Regions from separate parts of the Sus scrofa genome. Here region 1 is linked to region 2. The links are chromatin contacts, called in public HiChIP or PLAC-seq maps. All regions are on one chromosome and are shown on one strand. Each heading gives the region's core, a stretch centred on a gene start, on an enhancer-like site or on the middle of the called end of the contact. The rest is flanking DNA. Distances are from core to core; before and after follow the strand shown. Region 1 holds the start of OSTF1 (osteoclast stimulating factor 1). Region 2 holds the start of C1H9orf40.

Evidence for each region. HiChIP or PLAC-seq counts read pairs in DNA pulled down with a chosen protein or histone mark.
Region 1: an H3K27ac HiChIP or PLAC-seq map of alveolar macrophages shows a contact between it and region 2. The contact joins the promoter of OSTF1 here to the promoter of C1H9orf40 in region 2. A contact is called at or near these places in 5 of 47 Hi-C or Micro-C datasets (embryonic fibroblasts, heart right ventricle, liver and 2 more) and 2 of 2 datasets of contacts at active chromatin or transcription factors (alveolar macrophages and skeletal muscle).

Annotation. Positions count from the first base shown.
Region 1 is chr1:228,140,605-228,144,093 of Sscrofa11.1, forward strand. It overlaps OSTF1 (osteoclast stimulating factor 1), which reads left to right and starts at 1,555. Exons shown (of 10, transcript NM_214005.1): 1 at 1,555-1,785. The coding sequence starts at 1,752. NMRK1 (nicotinamide riboside kinase 1) reads right to left here and starts at 1,286. Exons shown (of 9, transcript XM_003121961.4): 1 at 1,050-1,286.
Region 2 is chr1:228,043,000-228,046,524 of Sscrofa11.1, forward strand. It overlaps C1H9orf40, which reads right to left and starts at 2,226. Exons shown (of 2, transcript XM_003121960.4): 1 at 1,568-2,226. The coding sequence starts at 1,996.

The sequences.
Region 1 (3,489 bases), core at 305-2,804, 97 kb after region 2:
TTGGTCGCCCCAGGCCAGGGATGAATCCAAGCTGGAGTTGCTACCTATGCCACAGCTACAGCAAGGCTGGATCCTTACCCAATGTGCTGGGCAGAAGATCAAACATTCCTGCTGCTGCAGAGACACTGTCCACCCCACTGGGCCACAGTGGGAACTCCTATTTTTTAAACTTTGCTCCCTTTCAGTAAACAGCAATCTCCCAAGGCTGGTGTTTCTGAATACACGACCCATGCCCTTTTCTCTTGGAATCATTCTTTCATTAACCCCAGGGGAAACTTTGAAGGTTCATTTTACATAGAGTCTCATGTAAAATATTTCCCATTTTTCTTCCTCCAAACAAACAACTAGTTTATGATATAGCCTGTGCTGTTTTGAGTTTAACACACACAGTGTTTCTCCTATGCCCCAGCCTCCCAGTGGAGATTCAATCTGGTAATCTGAGGTGGGCAAACTTGCTCTGCCAAGTACTGTTATGGTGAATGTTCTCGGCTTTGCAGGCAGCTGCTCAGTTCTGCTGTTAGGCAGCAAAAGTGGCGGGAGACAATACATAAGCAAATGAGCGTGGCTGTGTTCTAATAAAATTTATGGACACTGAAATCTGAATTTCATATAATTCTCACGTGCCAAAAAATCTGCTGCTTCTGATTTCTTTTAAGCCATTAAAAAAATGTGAAAACCATTCTCAGGTGGTACAATAACAGGCGGCAAGGGGGCCGCAATTAGCCGAATCCAATGCTACAGAAATAAAAATTTTCTCCTGCCCTAGGGATCATGACCTGACTCTGCCCCAGTGACTTCTCCCAACAACCTGAACGGTCTCTAGAAGGCAGACTCCCATTTTAAGGATTATTAGGGGGCGTGAGAGCACCACACCATCACGAGTACACGTCCTCCTGGGCAGGCCACGGATCAGTCCCTTTATGGTGGTAGGAGCCTCAACAAGGCTTTCAAGACACAACCAGGCTCGGGCTCCAGCGCTGGAACACTGTGGAAATACCTCCTGGCCCCAGAGAGTCGGCGCTGCGCGGCGGGGTCTATCAGGTACTCACCCAGCGCCAGTTCGAGTGCTCCCAAGCAGAGCGGCACAAGCAATTGCCAACCGCACGCCTCTCACTAACCCTCCGCAACCCCCGAAGCTCGTTAACCGAGACGCCCACAAGTCCTTCCCCCGCGCCCCTCCCGGGTCAGAGGTGGCCCAGGGTAGAGGTGACAAACCCCAGGTTTCCGTCCCACCCGGAGCGGACGCGGCGCCCGGCTCCAGCCGGCGTTGGGCGGGGCGGGACTCCGGAGAGCGTGGCCGCGTGCGCGCGCTCGCGCTCCTACACAGTCCAGCCCTTTCCCCTCCTTGCCGCGCGCCCCTGGCTGGCCCTGGCGCGAGCCTACGACGCCCCCGTTCGGCTCCGGCTGATTCTGCCGCCGCGCGCGCTGTCGTGCGCGCCTCCCGCGCTCCTGCCTCGGGGAAGCTGGCAGCAGGGGAGCCAATTAGCGCTCGGCGAAGCGGCGGCCACTTCCTCATCTGTCCGGCCGCGCGCTCCGGACGGGTCTGTCGGCCGCGGGGCGGGGCGGGGTACTGCGCGGAGCGGCTCTGCCAGCTTCTGCTTGTCTGGCTGCCAAGGGTGGACGCAGGTCCTTGAAGGCGCCCCGATGCAAGCCAGACAAAAAGAAACTTTGGGGCGCCCGGAGTGCCGAGTGGAGGGGCGTTCGTTTGGCTTTTCGTGCGTGGTCTACAGGATCAGCCGCTCCAGGAAGAGATGTCGAAGCCGCCACCCAAACCGGTCAAACCAGGTAAGGGAGGTGCTCGCGGGTCCCCTGGCCGCCGCGGTGCTCTGCGCTCCCTTTGCCACTTGGCAGGGCAAACCAGACACGTACCCGGCCCCAGCCTCGCTTTCGAAAAGGGACCCACCGGGATAGGAGTTGTTAGCGTTGCTGCTGCGTTCGCTGTAGCGGGGCGATCAGTTTGGATAGCAAGAAGATTTTCGAGGAATTTAAAAAATTTTATTTTTGAAGAGGAGTCACGCTTGGCTTTGCAACATTGTCATTAGCGGCAACTTTCCAGGCGATGCGAAGGCTACGTCCCATTGAAGCTTTCCTGGAAGACAGGGCCATTGATCTCCCTTAGGAAAAAAAATAAATGTCTTGAAATGGGTTTTTAGCCACTTCCTCTTTTTTTTTTTTTTTTTTTTCAGTGTGTGTCACTGTCAAGTTTGAGTTCTTGACCGGCCAAAGGGAACGGGAAGTGCGCTGCTTGTAGGGTGGGGTGCGTGAGCGGGTCTTCTTTGGGACTTTTGAGAGGAGCTGCGTTCGAAAATTGACCTCGAGATCTTGAGGAAAGCTTTTACAAAAGTGTACTTGAACTCCGGACTAGAAGAATCTAGGCTGTGGCAGGATAATCTCAGCAATTGCTATTCGGAAGTGTCATTTTATCAGGCAATACAAGTCCTTTGCCTCCACTCCCCTAATGAATTTGGCTAAATTGGAGAGGATGAGATTACTAAGTTCCTCAAAGCAGCGCTAAAGAGCGCTTGTAGTCCTTGTTCATTTTTATTTTATCCTTAGAATATTTCCTGGGATATGGAGAAAGGAGAATTTAAGAGGGAATTAATTATTTCAGTTCAGTACTGTAACAGACTCATTCATGCATTCATCCGGTAGGTAGGTACAGAAAACATAGGAAATGGAAGATAAATTCTCAGTTTTTTTCTTCCATTCTCATGTAACATCAGTATAACGCAGGCTGAAATTTAGCCATCTAGGTCAATTTCAAAGTAACCTTGTTTAGGAAGATAATATTTTCTTGATCTTCCTAAATTTTAGTCAAGCACTCCATCTTCCCTTGTTTGCCCTCACATGTGGTAGTTTCCAGTCATTTTATTTGAAAATTAGGTACATGTATGGCATGGTCGTTCATTGAGGACTTAAATGTTGGTGGGCTGGGTGTGAAGGAAATTTTGGGGACTTTGGTTCTGCTGTGAGCAAAGGTAGGGACATGGCTGGAATTGGGCTCTGTGCTTCTTTAGCTGTGGAATTTCATGGAGTTTGCGTATGAGAGGAGGTGCCTATATAGGAGCTGGCAGTGCCCTAAACTCATATGTAAATCAGGACATGCAGTATTCAACAAAGTAGAGTTATTCTTTAATAGCTAAACAAAATACTTTATTTTAAAGAAGGTCCTGAGGAGCCGTTCAGGAGGTTTTTCATCTCTAGACCTTAAGCTATGTCCCTGCTGCTCCTGAAGGGACATTGACGTGGTGTGTTTGTGTGTTTGCACTGGTGTGCTTTAGGGATCACATTGTGACCAGTTGTAAATACACTTTCAGGAACCATTTTTGTTATCTGACCCTACTGCTTTCTTCTCTTCAGCAAATCAGAAAGCAAATGATTGAAAATGACTGCTATTCAGGGTCCTCACTGGTTTATAAATGAGATCCAAACTCAAATAAGGTCACCCTAGAAACTGATCTGTTAGTTTACTAATTTACAGTGAGAAAT
Region 2 (3,525 bases), core at 976-3,475:
CAATTTGTGGCATACTGCAGTCAGTATACTCTGGTAGGAAAGACAAGCCTAGGTATGGGTGGGATACCAAAAACAGTCACGTTTTCATTTTACACAGTAATTATGTGCATACCAAATAAGTCCAGATGACTATCATTCTGGCTTTTTTATTCTTCAGGTTTTGCACATTGGTACATGATTTAATTGGAAATTGTTTATTCTGTTTTCAAACTATAAGTGCTATCATTCTGTCTTAAGCTGATTTGAATTCTAAAAGCAGTCTGAAGAAAGAAGTCTAATGCTCATGTTTTCTAAATTCAAAGAAAACTGGGGGTAGAAATATTTACAATTTATAATTTCATCCATAAATGCTCATCATAATAGCTGTATCTTTTACAACACAGAAGAAAAGATCTTTCCCAGCTATAAAGATTCCCATTATTTTATTGGCAAAGTACCTGATAAATTCTCTGTAAGATACCTAAGACAATGGAAAAATGTAGGGTGAATGCTAAGATGTAGTGGTTGAGAGAATTTGCTGAATTCCGAGCCCTGAATTTGGTTCTTCCATCCTGAAAGCTGATCAAACCCAGAACTGCCAAAACTCACCTTGAACTCCTAAGACTAGACCAAATTGCCCCCAAAATACATAATGCCAGCCACAAACATAATTTAAAATTTTCTAAAAGTCATATTAAGTAAAAGAAACAGGTGAAATGAAATCTATTTTATTCAATCCAAGACCTCGAAATTATTTCAATATCATCAATGTAAACATTTTTGAGACCTTCAAAATCTAGTATCTAGTATTTTACACTTTGAGCACGTCTCAGTTTGGACTAGTCACATTTCAGGCGTTCAGTTGCGTCGCACAGCCAGCTAGCGGCTGCCACAGTGAATAGCACAGATCTAGACAGAGCTTATGTGCAGAGATGGGGCAGGCTCATTCCCAGGGAACTGAAACTCTCCAAAGATCCTCATACACAGGATTTACCTTAAGAACTAAATTAATTTTCAACAACGATCCTCTTTCACAGGATCATATTTAACACTGAGTTAAAACACCTTTTCCCAACATTCGGAAGCCCTTTTTCTCTACCAAGAGTTGTACCATGCCTAAAGGATGTCCAAGTGATGGCTACCACAACGGTCACCCTCTTTAGAAAGAAAATTACCACGAATTCCGGGGGAAAAAAATCATCGTTAAACGAAAGAAGGTGCGATACACCTTTCTCCGACATTTGTTGTTGAGCTGAACTTATTTAGGTTCACAGTCAACGTCTTCACCAGGCGCTAAACAGTCTGTCAAGACCAGATTCCCTCTCACACAGCACAGGTGCAAGGCCACTTTTCCCCCTAAAGTATCTTAAAACTCTCTGGGGCACTTGGTGTATTTGGCGGGGGGCGGGGGGGGGGTGTTCGTTCCTACGGCGGGGACCCTGTTTTCCAGCTTTCGGAGTGTCGTGACGGAGGCAAATCTAGACCCGATCGATTCCTTCCCGGGACGCGAAGTGCCCGGAAAAGCGTGACCCCTTCAGCCCTCACACGCCCCCGCCCCCCGAGCGCCCAGCCCACCGCCAGCCCCTACCTGGCGCGGTGCTGCCCCCCATTCTCCCCGCTGGGGCTCTGCGCGCCCCGCCCCGTCGTCGCCACTGCCGCTCGGGGGCCGGACGCTCTGGGGCTCCTCCCCCGGCCCGCGGGGCCGTACAAGCGGCTGCAGGAGCGGCGGCTCGCCGGTCTCCAGGCCGCGGCCCTCACGCCCCGGGGCGCCGGTGTCCCCGCCGTCGCGGCGCTTACTGGGCGAAACCGAAGGTTCCGTCATAGCCCCCGCGTCTATTTTACGCTTTCGTGGAAGCTCTGGGACGCGGAAGGGCTGCCTGGGATGCGAGGCCCCCGGCGGCGGGATCCAGAGCGGCGGCGGTGGAGGCGGCGGCGGCTCCTCAGGGAAATCGCACAGCAGGAGCCGCTTCCAAGGCACGTGGAACGTCAGCGGCTCGGCCGCACGCCGCTTGGCCATGGGTCCCGAAGGCTCGGGCGGAGCCCGCCCGGCGCGGGAGGCCGAGCACCGATAGCTGCGGGGGCGAGGGCGGGGCGCGAGAGGAAGGGCGAGGACAAAGTCTCCGCGAGACGGCTGCTGGAAGATGCAGTGGGCGGAGGGGGTGGGCGCGGCCGGTCCAGCCCGGCCCTCGTGCACCGCCCTTACTGCAGCCGAGGTGCTGCCGGACGTTGGTGAGCAACTGCGAAGCGGCGAAGATTCGAACCTGCGCACAAATGTGCGCGCGCGCAGTCGCGCCGGCGGGCGGAGCCGCTGGTTGGTGGAAGCTAGCGGGGCGAGCTCCCGAGCGCCCCCGCGGCCGGAAGTGCGCGCCCCGGGGCGAGACGGGAAGGCTGCGGCGGGTTTATTAAAGGCCCAATCTAATCGCCCTGGGAGGGTGTGACGTTTTCTCAGGGGCTGGGAGGTGCGTGTGCAAATCCCAAGCTTGAAGTGTTTATATTACTGTTACTTTCCTCTAGTTACTGGCCACCGGGAAGTCACCAGGAAGTTAAAGCAGAATTAATAAACACACTTAAAACACACAATAAATTAGTGTTAAGAAGCTCTGGCGCTACGTTAAGTGATTATTAGAGACATACTGTTTGTACACTCAAGGCTGAGGGAAGTGGCTAAAGCCAATGAGCAAAATCAAAACAAAAAACCAACGAGAGTGTGTTTTTCGGTGGGTGCTGTGGAATGTGAATAAGCACTACATTCCTCGATCTTTTGATTAAAAATTCATTGGTGATGTTACAAAGATGTGCAGCTCATCTAAGAGCTAAGCCTGGGGCACAGCTCTTTTCCAACTAAAACCCGAAATTGACTCTTAAATTATGTAGGAATCTCACAGAGTCCCTGCTTACTCTGCATGGTGGTCATAAGTGAGATTCCAAGAACTCTCTTAAAATTGTGTGTTATCAAGAAGAAAAGTGAGGAGAGGATAACAACAATGTATTTACTACGCCTTATATTTTAATAGTTGATAAAGACAGTAAACAAGTAAAGAAATGTAAGGAGGAAAATTATAAGTGCTTTGAAGAGAGAAACTGCTATGTTCTTCTAGAGAAAAAGTTTGCAAGAAAGATAACTGTGTTCCATCCGGTTGGAATTACCTGTATATTAATTACCCCACGCCCCTGCACCTCAAGGCTGTTCTGAGAGGATAAGCTAACCACTTGTTTATAAGTAAGTACCACTATATAGTAAGTAGGGTAGTAAACATTAGCTTTTCCGTTTGATCTTTCCTTTTCCTCTCATTCCTTTTTTTTTTTTTTTTTTTGTCTTTTTAGGGCCTCACCCGTGGCATATGGAAGTTCCCAAGCTAGGGGTCTAATCAGAGCTGTTGCTCCCTGTATACGCCAGAGCCACAGCAACACCAGATCTGAGCCACATCTGCGGCCTACACCACAGCTCATGGCAATGCCAGATCCTTAACCCAGGGATCTAACCTGCAACCTCAAGGTTCCTGCTCAGATTCATTTGTGATGCTCCATGATGGGAATTCCTGTTTT